Regions from separate parts of the Sus scrofa genome. Here all the other regions are linked to region 1. Evidence: chromatin contacts called from public Hi-C and HiChIP or PLAC-seq data. All regions are on one chromosome and are shown on one strand. Each heading gives the region's core, a stretch centred on a gene start, on an enhancer-like site or on the middle of the called end of the contact. The rest is flanking DNA. Distances are from core to core; before and after follow the strand shown. Region 1 overlaps LOC106509550 (a long non-coding RNA gene). Region 2 holds the start of LOC100516424. Region 3 overlaps LOC100516424. Region 4 has its middle 100 kb from the start of SLC12A2. Region 5 has its middle 160 kb from the start of SLC12A2.

Region 1 (2,566 bases), core at 35-2,534:
TTTCTCAGGACTGCTTAAGATACACCCTCCTCCCAGAGGCTAAGCCCTCCTGGGGGAGAAAGAGAAAATAACAGCCAAGAAAACTTTGCATGCAAATCACAGACAGAGAAGAAAGAATATGTATTTGTGTGTTACGTGTGGATGTTTGCGCATGTTTGTGTCAAAAAGAGAAAATATATACTGTGCCAATCACATTCGGGAGCAGCATCTTAGATATGACTGGATATGTGAAGTTACTCAGAGGACTCTGACATCTTAAAACAGTGCACTTCATAAACTGTCTTTGTTACTTGAAAAAAGAAATCTCGGTGCTCTCATCGTGGCTCAGTGGAAACGAACCCAACTAGTATCCATGAGGACGTGGGTTCCATCCCTGGCTTTACTCAGTGGGTTAAGGATCCATCATTGCCATGAGCTATGGCGCGGCTCAGATCTTGCATTGCTGTGGCTCTAGTGTAGGCTGGCAGCTGTAGCTCTGATTCAACTCCTAGCCTGGGAACTTCCATAGGTCACACCTGTGGCCCTAAAAAGCAAAAAAAAAAAAAAAAAAAAAAAAAAAGGAAAGAAAAAGAAAAAGAAATTTCTATGAAAGTGAATTCACAGGAATCATGATAGACTTTTTCAGCTTAAGCCAAGGGACAGCCTCCTTAGAGCTGCTGAATGGTACATAGGAAAGCTTGATATCAAAGTAGGTTCACAATAAACATTACTATCTTCCTCCTTTATTTCATCAAAAGGAATGATAGAAACAAAGGCAGGTAGGAGGGAGAAGAAATGGGGAAAGAGGGAAGGAATCTAAAGTTGGAGAGGAAGAATAGTTTCCCTCAAAAGACTAAATACAAAAGACTAAATACAAAAGACTAAATAATAAGACATGGATGAAATTCTGCATTTAAATAGAGATACTTGTGGACATTTCAGGCCGTTTTCCACAGCCCATCCTGTCAATTCCCTAGTATAGGAGGCTTTTTAAATCTTAGACTTTACAGCCAATTCACTCTGCTACACCGATTGCATAGCTTAAAAAGACATGACACCCCCTGCCCTGCCACCCCACTGGCCAGATTGGAGGTGTCTTTCTATGCTGCTTATCTCTGAGTGTTTGTTTTTAAAGGGAAAAGAAGTTTAGCAGCAGTTGTGAACTGTACCTTTAAAAACTAACCTTTGAAATCAGGCTGTGATCATCTTGACCTTCACTGGACCGTATGATTCTCTAGAAGTCCAGACGCGTGAATAGATCTCTTTGTGTGCTCAGCCCTCGTCCAAGCCAAGCCAGCCTGGGTTTTGTTTTGGCAAGTCCACGAGAACGCCACAGACAAGTCGGTTTTGATTTACAGATACCCGTAAGGAGATGTGATTCCTTTCCAGGAAAAGGGCACGGTGGCTAATTTGCTTTAATTTATATACACAGGGCTCTTTTAGCAGCTGGGACTGCAGTTGGGCTTGGTCAAAGTGGGTGCTTCGGCAGGAAGCATGGCTCCCAAATGCTCAGTGGGAGACTGTCCATCTGGAAAGACACAGAGGCCAGGAGGTGGCAGGTGAAAATGGACAGAGGGAGAATTCAGTGACAGAAACCTCAACATCTCACCGTAAAAGTTTCCAAATTGTATTTCTCTGGATCTGGTTTTCTTTGCTTTCGTTACTTCCTGTTTTTCAGGCACAGGTGGCACTTTTGCCTAGACACTGCTGACTGCTACGGTTTTTTCTGACATGTGGTTTTTGATTGGATTAAGATTTCTATAAAAACTAGGTTGATGTGGCCCAGACAGCATAGTGTCAATTTTCCACTTGTGTACGTGGTTCCTCTTCATGTCATAAGTGAAAGGTATAATGTCACCATCCCCAAAGCCCAACAACATGTATAGGGGCCCCAGAACTCTTTGGATACTTGAACTTCAGTAAGTTTAAGCAAAGAGAAAAATGGGCAGTATCCTTTGGATCGCTAGGACTCCCCTCTAATAGGAGGTCACTCAGCCGCTTTGGCCACAGGGCTAGAAAGGCGGAGCACGGCTGCCTCAGTTTCCAGGCTGGCTGGCTGGGCACGGATGACAATTTTGGCTTGGCCATGGGATGAACCTGCAAGCCCAGGGAAAAGTCTGTGCTGCTCAGAGGGGACCTTAAAGAAAAGCATCCGCTGCAGCTTTTCCAGCCCCCATTCTGCACATTTGTCCTTTGTTCCCTGACAACCCAGAGAGACAAAGGGACTTCTGTCCTTTGACGGGTTGGCCTCCCCTCCGTGGAGCCTTCTGCTCCCTCTCCTATTCTCCACTCCATTCAGACGGTTCCTGGGACCGGAAGGTGATAAAAGAAACACATTTCAAAGAGCGAAAACAAGCATCCAGGAAGGATCTTGCCATCAGGTTGAGACAAATGAAAAGCCCAGGCCTCTAGTTTCTCCATCTGAATCTGGAGCAGCTGAGGAAGAAACGGTGGCTCTGAGCAGCTGTCAGCAGGTGCTTCAGAGGTGGAAGCCTGGGGGCCAAGACACCTCCCTCTTGGCTCCGTCTCTGGTCTGGAAGACTCTAACCTCCCTCTGTCCCATGTCAGTTTCCTCTCCTGCTTGTTG
Region 2 (2,566 bases), core at 36-2,535, 490 kb after region 1:
CCAATTCTTCATACCCCAAGCACGTCAAAACTTCCTAGTTAGTAGTCCACGGTTAGTTATTGCTTTCAGTGTATTCATTTATATGCTGTTTCCTATTTTGGGGGGGGAAATGCTACAAGTTAAAAAGGCTCCTTTCTCACCTTCGAACATCACAGCTTTTAAAATGATGGTGTAATCGGAAATGCAGACACACCCACTGCATCTCCACTGGAATTCGTATCTGGTTATGCAAATCTAACGCTGCCAGGCGGGTAAACGCCTCAAAGGCAGCCCAGAGGAAATCCTGCCTCCCTCTAGGCTCAGGCCTGGAGTGGGTGAGGGGATTCGCGGCGGTCCAGAGCTCCTAGCAAGGCCAGGCCTTGCTGGAGGGTGCACCTTGCCCCCAACTCCGGAAGCACCTGCGGGCCCAAGAAGAAAGCCCCAGACATCACCCGCAGGAGAGCAGGGCGGTTAGCGGCACCGGCATCGCCTCGGGTACCACGCGCCGCAGGGGAAGCGGCCGGGTAGTCCTGCAGCATCTCGCGAGATCTCGCCGGCTGGGTCCAATACTGAGAGCTCAGAAACGTAAAAAAAAAAAAAAAAAAAAAAAAAACCAAAAAAAGGAGCAGGCGATACTCTCCGGGGCCACCACCGCGGTGGCAGCTGTCGCTGGAACATCAGCAATAAGCGTGTGCCGAGGCAGGGGCAGCGCTCCCCTTCGCCGGCCCGGCCGGGCACCGTCCGCAGCCCGAGTTGCCGTGGCCTGGGCTGCCGGCCCACTGACGCGCGGTCCCAGGGGCGGGGAGAGAGGGAGGCGGCCGGGGGGCCCGTTCCTCTCCGCCGCAGAGCGGGGCGGGGGAGGGAGGTGGAGGGGTTGGAGGAGGACGACGGAAGAGGAGGAAGCGACGCGGAGATCTTCCCGGAGACGACAACGAGGCGGCGCCCGACCGCTCCCGGACTGTGCTGCTCGTGCTGCCCGAGGCCCGGCGTGGACTGGCCGGACGCGATTCCTGCGTTGGATCGCGCTGGAGCCTGGCACCGAGAGAGTCTCCGCTGCGCGCCACTGCGGGATCGCGGGTGGGCGGGCTGAGAGGCGGAGGAGCCGCGGGCCCCGCCTCCCGCGTGCAGCAGCCGGAGCCGCCACCACCGCGGCCCCGCCGAGGCTTTAAACAGCGGGGACCGCCCCGCGGCTGCTGCACTCGCGCGCAGACTCGCCTGTCGGAGGCGTTCGTGCCGGCCCGGGCTAGCGGCCGCGAGCGCGACTGGGAGAGCGACTCCCTTACCTGGCGTTGCGGCCGCAACCATCGCCGGCCAGGGGTGCGGAGGGCGTGCAGTCCGCGAGGTCCGCCAGGCTCTCTCGGTCCGCCGGGGGTCGGGCGGAGATGGAGCCGGGGCCCAAGGCGCCCTCCCCCGGCGCCCCGAGGCTGGCGGCGGGTGGGGAGACGCCTCCAGCCGCCGCGCTGGCTGCCGCCGGGGTGGACCTGCCCGGCACGGCGGTGCCCTCAGTGCCTGAGGATGCTGCGGCTGCGAGCCGGGGTGGCGGCGGGGTGCGCGGGGAGGGTGCCGCGGCGGCCGGGGACGGACTGGGCAGACCCTTGGGGCCCACCCCGAGCCAGAGCCGCTTCCAGGTGGATCTGGTTTCGGAGAATGCCGGGCGGGCGGCGGCGGCTGCTAGCGCTGGCGCGGGCGGCAAGGAGACCCCGGCAGACGGGAAAGCCAACGGCGAAAGCGGTCTAGCCAAAGGCAGCGAGGAAGCCAAGGGCCGTTTCCGTGTGAACTTCGTGGACCCGGCTGCCTCTTCGTCGGCGGATGAGAGCATGTCGGATGCGGCGGGGATCGGCGGCGAAGGGCCCAACGTGAGCTTCCAGAACGGCGGGGACACAGTGCTGAGCGAGGGGAGCAGCCTGCACTCGGGCGGCGGTGGCGGCAGTGGGCACCACCAGCACTACTACTATGACACCCACACCAACACCTACTACCTGCGCACCTTCGGCCACAACACTATGGACGCCGTGCCCAGGATCGACCACTACCGGCACACAGCGGCGCAGCTGGGTGAGAAGCTGCTCCGGCCCAGCCTGGCAGAGCTTCATGATGAGCTGGAAAAGGTGAGCTCCCCTGGCCCTCTCTCTGCAGCCCTGCCTGCTTCCCCCAGCCACTAGCCCTCGCTGACCGTGGGTTATAGTCGCGCACCCGCGGGTGAAGCGGTGGGAATGGACGTGCATGACTCGCTGGCATCTCTGGATTCAGCTGTCAAGGGTGGAATTGCAGAAGAATGTAACTTAATCTCTTAAAAGTTTGCAGCGGGTTGGGCTAGTTACGTGATACCGGAGAGACTGCATTTAACAACCTTTCCCATCCAGTTATATATCTTGCGTACGGTTTTTTTTCCCTCCTCACCCACGCTTAAACAATTACCATTCTTCTGAATGACAGTTGTGCTTTAAAGCCCCAGAAGGGAATGTGCAGGAGGTTTAGGTGAGGACTTCTCTCTGGAGAGCGTGGAGATCATCCACCTACCGTCGGTGTCCTTTTTAAAAGGTTGTACTATATGGCTTATGTACACCCATTAGGGTTCCCAAGAGTG
Region 3 (2,566 bases), core at 28-2,527, 450 kb after region 1:
TCTGGTTTCCGGGGGGAAATGATAGGGCTATGACTTGGAGGACTTATCATGGGAAACAGGTCTCCAGGACACTGAAGTTACTTGTTTGGTCCTGTTCGCCACACAATTAACACCCCTCCAGGAGTGTTCCCTGGAGTTCTGCAGAACAGTCGCAGGAAGAATAAATGGGATATCTGTTCTTCCAGTTTGCGATGGCAGAAGAACATGTATCCAGAGTCTAAAAGGTGGTCCTTCTTATTTACCTATAGGATGGCCAAATATCCAAGCTTAGATATTACCAGACCATTGTCTTGAAAACTATCGCTTAAAAATAAGGGGCTTTACACTTTAAATCAGTGAACTGAATGATATGTGAAATATATCTCAATAAAGCTATTTTAAAAGAGGAGGCTAGAATACAGGTGACATATTGCAGCAATAAAGAAAATACAGTGCCCTGAATTCAAGAACTATTTGTTGAATAAATTAATAGATGAATGATAGCCCAATTAGAAACATTTAATCCATCTATTTTTTTAAATAACTATGGGAGTTCCTGTCGTGATGCAGCAGAAACGAAACCGACTAGGAACCATGAGGTTGTGGGTTCGATCCCTGGCCTCCCTCAGTGGGTTAAGAATCCCGTGTTGCTGTGAGCTATCATGCAGGACGGCAGCTGTAGCTCCGATTAGACCCCTAGCCTGGGAACCTCCATATGCCATGGGTGCGGCCGTAAAAAGCAAAATAAATTAAAAATAAAATAAAATAAAATAAATATAATATGCCTAATTCCAGAACTTAGATCACTGGTAAAAATATAAGAAACTTCAAGCTCTAAACATTAGAAATATTTAAAGTAGGTCTCCACATACTAACAATAAAATTACCATTGATTTGGCGTTACTGGGAGTATCAAGAAAAAAAATACAAGGGAAGCAGAGTTCTAGGGATGCGAATATAAATCAAATTATTAGGGCAATTTTTAAGATCTGAGCATGGTGGATGTGGCAGCCGGCCTACAAGATGATCCCCAGTGATTCCCAATTCCCGGAATTCGTTGAGCCCTTCCCCCATTACGTTAGGGTTAGGTCGTTCTACTGGCCAGTCACACTGGGCAAGTGCGGAAGCTTGTCACTTCCAAGGCTAAGTCATAAAAGACAGCGTACCTTCTATATTCCCCATCCCTACCAACACTTTCTTAGATAATTTGCTCTGGGGGAAATGAACTGCTGTGTCATGAGCAGCCCTGCAGAGAGGACCTGGCAGTGAGGAAATGAGGCCTCCTGCTAACAGCCAAACTCGGGAGCTTAGCAGAAGCTCTCCCAGTTCAGTCAAGCCTTCAGATGCCTGCAGCACCAGCTGACAGCTTAACTGCAACTTCAGGAGAGACCCAAGCCAGAACCACCCAGCTAAGCTCCTCCTGCACTGCTGAGTGTCAGAAACTGTGTGGGATAATAAATGCTTGTTGTTTTAAGCTTCTAAATTCGGAGATAATTTGTTACTCAGCAATACGTAAAGTAGAGAATAAGAGAAGTAACAAAAATGTAGAGATCCCAGGCTTATATAACATTATAGGCTATTCTAGAAAACATAGCACTGGTGAAATTCTCTAAGACCTAGTTTGCCTGAGGGCTTCTATCCTAGTATTTCCTTCTTCTCCAAAATATTTCAACATGCTTGACTGGAAGATTTTATTTTCCTGTGGAAACATTTTTCTAACTGCATAGTGAAAGTTCATAGAAAATTTAGATTTACTTTAACTTGGTCATCGTTTTTCTTTATAAATATTAATGTTCTATTCTTAAACACTAGATGTATTTGCCTTATAATAACCATAAAATTCATTATGTAAAAACATGATTCTATATTTAAGTCTAGAAGAGTTAAATTTTAAGGTTTTATCTTTTCCAGTGTAGAACTTTATTTTACTTTTTTTGGGATTCTTTTTATATTAGCTACAGTAGAGTTAATTTACAATGTTGTGTTAGTTTCAGGCGTGGAACAAAGTGATTTGATTATACATGTATAATTCATATACATATATATTCTTTTTTAGATTCTTTTCTATTTCTATAAATTACTACAAGATACTATAGTTCCCTGTGCTATACAGCAGGTCCTTATTGCTTATCTATTTTATACACAGTAATGTGTATCTGTTAAGCACAAACCAGAATTTTCTTATTCTTATTATGGTTCTGACAACAGATACTTCTCAGTTTGAGTAAAACTAGAGTGTAGAAGATGGTATCTTTTTTGTAGATATATAGCTCAAAAACATGTGAAGGTGCTGCTGCCCACTATAAGACAAAATTATCTGTCTTAGAAAAAGCTATTCTTATTAAAAAAAGAATACTTTCCTTTGCAGGTTTAATGATGCCAATTTATTACAATGAATATCTCCAAATAACAATGAGTGTGATGCATGATAAGAATGTGGTGGTATTTATAGAGTTTCCGCTCCACCATTTATATGGCTATTGAGTGACTTCTGATAACCATGTTCATCAAATAACAACACCCTCTGGCCCACGGTGATTGTGCCAAGGTGAGCATCTGTGAATCCTCAAAATCTGGAAGGGTGAAT
Region 4 (2,566 bases), core at 50-2,549, 390 kb after region 1:
AACACATAAAAGACATGCTAGGTATCCGGTCAGGTATGAAAAAGTAACCCTTGTATTATAGAACAGAAGACAAAAAGAATAATTGTGAACTAGTCCAAGTAAACAGGACGTGCTGTCATAATAAATTTAAAATCAAACACGAGGATCTGGCAAGGAGAATCGGGAAAGAAAGCAAAGAAAACTTCCTTCAGTCAGGCCTCAAGAAGAGTGCCAGTCCTGTGGATAGAGGAGAAGAGAAGCTGGTGGGGCCTCATGGGAAGCAGCCCTTCATTTCTGCTCCTGACCTTGTTGGAGCTTCACTCTGTGACATGGGCAAAATGCACATTCATTCATTCACCAGAGGTAATGATGCACACACCACACCAGGTTCCTAGCACACTGTATATATTGCCTATAAATTGAAAAACAAGGAGTTCCTGTCGTGGCGCAGTGGTTAACGAATCCGACTAGGAACCATGAGGTTGTGGGTTGGATCCCTTGCCTTGCTCAGTGTGTTAAGGATCCGGTGTTGCCATGAGCTGTGGTGTAGGTCACAGCCGCGGCTTGGATCCCATGTTGCTGTGGCTCTGGTGTAGGTCGACGGCTACAGTTCCGATTCGACCCCTACTGGGAACCTCCATATGCCGCAGGAATGGCTCTAGAAAAGGCAAAAAGACAAGAAAGAAAAAAGAAAAACAATAAATACCCTTGCTCACCTTGATTTGGAAAAATAGGAGGAAAGAAACTTTAATGAGACAAAATGCTCCAGTTCTAGTTTATGTTTGACTACTTACTAAGTATGTGACCACAGCAAGGTAGATCTTTGGTTTTCTCATTTGTAAAACAGCTTTTCAACAACTATCCCATGTGTGACCAAACATAAGCAGTTAGCAAGTTCTAAGTGATAATAAATATTAGGCAAGTTGCTATGTTTTTCATCCAGGGAGGTGTTTCGGGCTCTTAAATCCCAGACGAACAGATGTCACAGAAAGTTTGTTATAGAAAGAGATGGAATTCCCTGGTGTCCCCGCAGCTTAAGGATCTGGTGGTGTCACAGCAGCGGCTTGGGTCATTGCTGTGACGCAAGGGTGATCCCTGGCCTGGGAACTTCTGCATGCAAGGCACGGACCAAAAAAAAGAAAAGAAAAAAAGAGAAGGTTGATAATTCCATGGTCCCCTTTGCTCTGCTGCCCTCAAAGTGGAGAGCTGCAATACTTCGTCTTCCCTTTGGCAGTGATGGGCTCACCGTGTCAGCCAGGCCTGTTGTACCTTATGAGATCCCGAGGATTCTGTAGCTGTGGTAGCCAGGTCCCTACATGAAGGGCGGGAACGGATCTGGGAAAACGAAGCCAACACTCAGCTTCTCTGGCAGCGATGAGAGATTGTGATGGAATGTGAACGAATTCCAGTCTTCTGGAGGCTTCTCAGCTTGTTTCTCATATCTTCCTTCAGTTTGAATACATCCCACTTGGTGTGTAAGCTAATGTGGACTGGCTTCTGTCCACAATGTGATGACTGACCCGTAGACAAAGGCAGGAACACACGATTGCTTCGCCCCGGGATTAAAGCTGTCTATACAAATGCTCGGGGCTGGGCCAGTGGCCAGAACTCTTTCCTGAAGGAGACTCACAGTCACAGTCTCCAGCTTTGGTGAAGGGACAGATGCTGACATGCTGACTGGGTGGTGAGGGCAAGAGGGAAAGGCGTCAGGGGTCCTTGGGCCTAGGCCTGAGCTCAGGCCCTCAAAGCTGCGCTCTGACCTTTAAGCCACAATTAAGGTATCAGAGGTATAAACAGGATATTAATCCTGGCACTGCCACCAACGAAGTTACTTTGGGCCATTCATGCGGCATTTCCGGGGCTGGTTTTCCTTTATAAAAGTAGGGTCTCGCATTGCAAAGTGCTGTGATTCTTGAAGCTCCATGAAAATTTACTTTGCACGTAACAAAAAAGTAACTTATCTAGTCAGATCCTTTCTTTTCATACAGTGCTTAAGCTAGATATTCATGTGCCTGGCGTGAGGTGAGAACAGGTATCGTGCTAGAATGTTTGTTCTTGTTACTTCAGGTTAAGTCTGTTTTCTGGTCAATTATGCTGCCTTTTTGACCAAAGGTACAGTAAACAATATCAAAGTTATAGCCTGATAGCACGTGATGCACCTGAGCTGGAGGCCTCATTGATTCTTTCTGGTAATGAACTTGACACTCCATCAAGCTCCTGCTTGAGCTGTCATCACGACCTGTCACATGCCTGACACTTTGGTAGCATAAGTCTCATGTGATGTGAATTATCTATCTCATTTTCTTTATCATTGTTAGATAACGCACAGGTGATGGATACAATAGCACACACGTATCAAATTGATTATGATCCCAAAAAAAGGAGAGATGAGAAATGATATATGATGAGTGTTTGGGGAGAGATTTTGATGTAAATAGTTGACTCTGTTTTTAGTAACAATGTTTATGATAATAACTAAATAACTAAAATAATTGAAACTATATGCCAGGCACTGTCCTAAGTGCATTATGCATGTTAATTCATTTAAAGTCCTCGCATCAACTCTATGATAGACTCTAATTATCCA
Region 5 (2,566 bases), core at 45-2,544, 330 kb after region 1:
CAGTGGTTCTTAGCATTTCTCTGTTCAGTGAATACTTTTGGGTGGGGACTGCAAAGGGATCAAAAGGAGCACACCTTTTTTTTAGAAAGAACAATTTATAAAAACTGAAAAAAGCTTTCCAGCCATTCACTGGGCCACCACATCGCTCTCTCCCCCAATTAGCAATAAGTTGTACCCTGCACTTCCCTGACCTAACACAGCGCCCCTCCCCACCCCTCCAGCTATCTCTGTAACAATAGGATGGCAAAATGCAAATTTTACTCTTTGATTACAATTAGCAGCTGACTTAAGAAGAGCCTGAGGGACACTGAGAGCCACTCACTTAGAAAAGCATCATCTGGGGATGTTTCAGAAATAATTCCTGTGCAGGTGAGAACAGCGCATCCCCAAAATGCACATTCCAACTCTAAGTCTATGCTACTGAAGGGAAAATTACCTCTGCTGTTATGTATTTAGTCATTTTTTAAAGATGGTTTGTTTGTCTGTTGGCTGCAGCATGCAGCGGCTTGATGTGGGATCTCACTTCCCAGACTAGGGATTGAACCCAGGCCACAGTGGTGAGAATGCCAAGTCCTAACTACTAGATCAGCAGGGAACTCCCTATGTAGTCATTTTTTAAATATAACTCTCATTGACACTTTGCTAAGAGCCTGAAATTTTTAAGGGGATTAAGAATGGGAAGCTGGAAATAGACAAAAGCAAATGTCACCATTTCTTCCAGGCCTTTCACCTTTCAAGGTGACATGGAAAAATGAACATCGCCTGGCCTGATGCAAGCTGAATGCTGTAAGCTGAAAGCTCAAGTTGTCTGTTCTCTTTCTAAACTTTCCTAAATCTGCACAACTACCAACATCCGTTCTCCTGCTTCCTCTTTGTCATGACCCTAAATCTGTGCTCTCACTCCTGCTTCCCATCTGTTTAAGGCATTGAAAGAGGAGAAATCCTGAAAAATGGCTTATGCTTATAAAAACCTCCACTACAGTAGCAGTTGTGATGACATCATATCCCAACTCTGGCTCATCAGATTTGCCCCTTCTGTCTGACAGACAGGAATCTCTCTTGCCTCTGGGGCTCTTACTGCCTCTGGGTATGAGATTAAACCTGAGATTATGTGGTCAGCAGACAGACTCCTCCATGCCTCAGGCAGCCGTGGCAAGACTGTCTGAGTTTCCAGCAAAAGGCCAGGGAAGACCCCGCAGGGGGTTGAGATTTGGGGGCATGGAGAGCAGTCTGGACCTTAGGGATGCACAGCCCTTCCTCTGACAGATGAGGGAGCCTGGAGGAGGGAAGAGCAGCACAGACCGGATCAGGCTCAGGTTAGTGGTAGAGTCTGGAAAATTGGCTGGGGTGGCCTTGGGCTCTTTCCAGTACAAATAGGATGTGAGTCCTGGAGTCCCTTACTTGGTTGAAAAGATGAAAACACTCTTGTTATTCGTAATGTGTTTACAAACGGAACAAAAATATTTTTGTTATATGTGTAAAGAGGTCATTTAATAGTAAAACATACTTGGGTGAGAAATACCCTTTTCGGTGTACACAGTCATTAGTGTGTCTCCTTATCAGCATTTTCATTTAATACATGCAAACCTTACAGTTGGAATCAAAGCCTCAAGCCACCTCTCCTGTTTTGGCCTTCATGTTTCATCTCTCCTGCTTTTCCAGTTTTTTTTTTTTTTCCTGTGCATTGACTGAATAATATCCCCCACAAAATCCAGATATTGAAGCCCTAAGCCCCCATGTAAGTGTATTTAGAGGAGGGGGCCTCTGGGAGGTAATTAAGTTAGACGAGGTCATGAGGGAAGGGCCCTCTGAATGGGGTTCATGCCTTTCCCCGCCCCCCCCCTTTAGGGCCACACCCATTGCATATGGATTCAACCCAGGCTAGGGGTTGAATCAGAGCTGAAGCTGCCAGTGTACACCAAAGCCACAGCCACACAGGATCCAAGCTGCGTCTGAGACCTATATCACAGCTCAGGGCAACTCCTGATCCTTAACCCACTGAGTAAGGCCAGGGATTGAACCCACAACCTCACGGATACTAGTCTGATTCATTTCCGCTGAGCCACAACAGGAACCCCAAGCGCCACAATGAGAACTCCCATGACTTATAAGAAGATACGTCAGACAACCTGGGATTTCTTTCTCTACCATGTGTGGACACAGCAAGAAGGCAGCTGTCTGCAAGTCAGGACGAGAGTCCTCACCAGATCCCAACCACACTTGATCTTGGGCTTCAAAACTCTAGATCTCTGACAAAACAAATGTCTGTTCTTTAAGACACCCAGTCTGTATCTTGTTGTGATAGCCTGAGCTGACTGAGACACGCTGACTCTCTCTCTCTCTGTCTCGCTGTGTTTCTACCCTCTCTCTCTACTACTCTCCACGGAGAGGGCAGAGACAGGACCCAGACCTAGGGACTGTGATTGCCTACATGATGCCGCCCTGCTGTATTTTTGCCCTTTTATCATTAGCATTCAGTATACAAGGTCTTCTACCTATAATTATTGAATGATTTAAAAATAAATAAAATTAGGGAGTTCCCATTGTGGCTCAGCAGTAACAAAAC

Evidence for each region. Hi-C and Micro-C count contacts between places; a contact is called where the count stands out from the background. HiChIP or PLAC-seq counts read pairs in DNA pulled down with a chosen protein or histone mark.
Region 2: a contact with region 1 is called in a Hi-C map of skeletal muscle, with 5 times the contacts expected there. The contact joins the promoter of LOC100516424 here to the enhancer-like site in region 1. A contact is called at or near these places in 1 of 5 promoter capture datasets (fetal skeletal muscle), 2 of 47 Hi-C or Micro-C datasets (both in skeletal muscle) and 2 of 2 datasets of contacts at active chromatin or transcription factors (alveolar macrophages and skeletal muscle).
Region 3: an H3K27ac HiChIP or PLAC-seq map of skeletal muscle shows a contact between it and region 1, with 7 times the contacts expected there. The contact joins two enhancer-like sites. A contact is called at or near these places in 3 of 47 Hi-C or Micro-C datasets (epiblast stem cells, psoas muscle and retroperitoneal adipose tissue) and 1 of 2 datasets of contacts at active chromatin or transcription factors (skeletal muscle).
Region 4: a contact with region 1 is called in an H3K27ac HiChIP or PLAC-seq map of skeletal muscle, with 6 times the contacts expected there. The contact joins two enhancer-like sites. A contact is called at or near these places in 1 of 47 Hi-C or Micro-C datasets (fetal heart ventricle) and 1 of 2 datasets of contacts at active chromatin or transcription factors (skeletal muscle).
Region 5: a contact with region 1 is called in an H3K27ac HiChIP or PLAC-seq map of skeletal muscle. The contact joins two enhancer-like sites. A contact is called at or near these places in 1 of 47 Hi-C or Micro-C datasets (embryonic fibroblasts) and 1 of 2 datasets of contacts at active chromatin or transcription factors (skeletal muscle).

Annotation. Positions count from the first base shown.
Region 1 is chr2:130,523,582-130,526,147 of Sscrofa11.1, forward strand. All of the region lies in intron 1 of LOC106509550 (a long non-coding RNA gene), which reads left to right. Among named protein-coding and RNA genes, the nearest start is that of CTXN3, 72 kb to the right of the region's middle. Within about 2 kb of position 1,285, at least 6 of the 83 cell types and tissues checked have an H3K27ac peak or open chromatin away from gene starts, as enhancers often do. A contact at or near this core is called in skeletal muscle, where this site is marked.
Region 2 is chr2:131,015,256-131,017,821 of Sscrofa11.1, forward strand. It overlaps LOC100516424, which reads right to left and starts at 1,286. Exons shown (of 6, transcript XM_021084715.1): 1 at 141-1,286. The coding sequence starts at 1,284. The coding sequence ends at 451. SLC12A2 (solute carrier family 12 member 2) reads left to right here and starts at 1,175. Exons shown (of 27, transcript XM_003123899.5): 1 at 1,175-2,087. The coding sequence starts at 1,362.
Region 3 is chr2:130,971,069-130,973,634 of Sscrofa11.1, forward strand. The region is part of intron 5 of LOC100516424; the gene reads right to left. Among named protein-coding and RNA genes, the nearest start is that of SLC12A2, 44 kb to the right of the region's middle. Within about 2 kb of position 1,278, at least 3 of the 83 cell types and tissues checked have an H3K27ac peak or open chromatin away from gene starts, as enhancers often do. A contact at or near this core is called in skeletal muscle, where this site is marked.
Region 4 is chr2:130,911,847-130,914,412 of Sscrofa11.1, forward strand. No RefSeq gene overlaps it. Among named protein-coding and RNA genes, the nearest start is that of SLC12A2, 100 kb to the right of the region's middle. Within about 2 kb of position 1,300, at least 12 of the 83 cell types and tissues checked have an H3K27ac peak or open chromatin away from gene starts, as enhancers often do. A contact at or near this core is called in skeletal muscle, where this site is marked.
Region 5 is chr2:130,853,422-130,855,987 of Sscrofa11.1, forward strand. It overlaps a transcript of LOC106509551 not described here. Among named protein-coding and RNA genes, the nearest start is that of SLC12A2, 160 kb to the right of the region's middle. Within about 2 kb of position 1,295, at least 7 of the 83 cell types and tissues checked have an H3K27ac peak or open chromatin away from gene starts, as enhancers often do. A contact at or near this core is called in skeletal muscle, where this site is marked.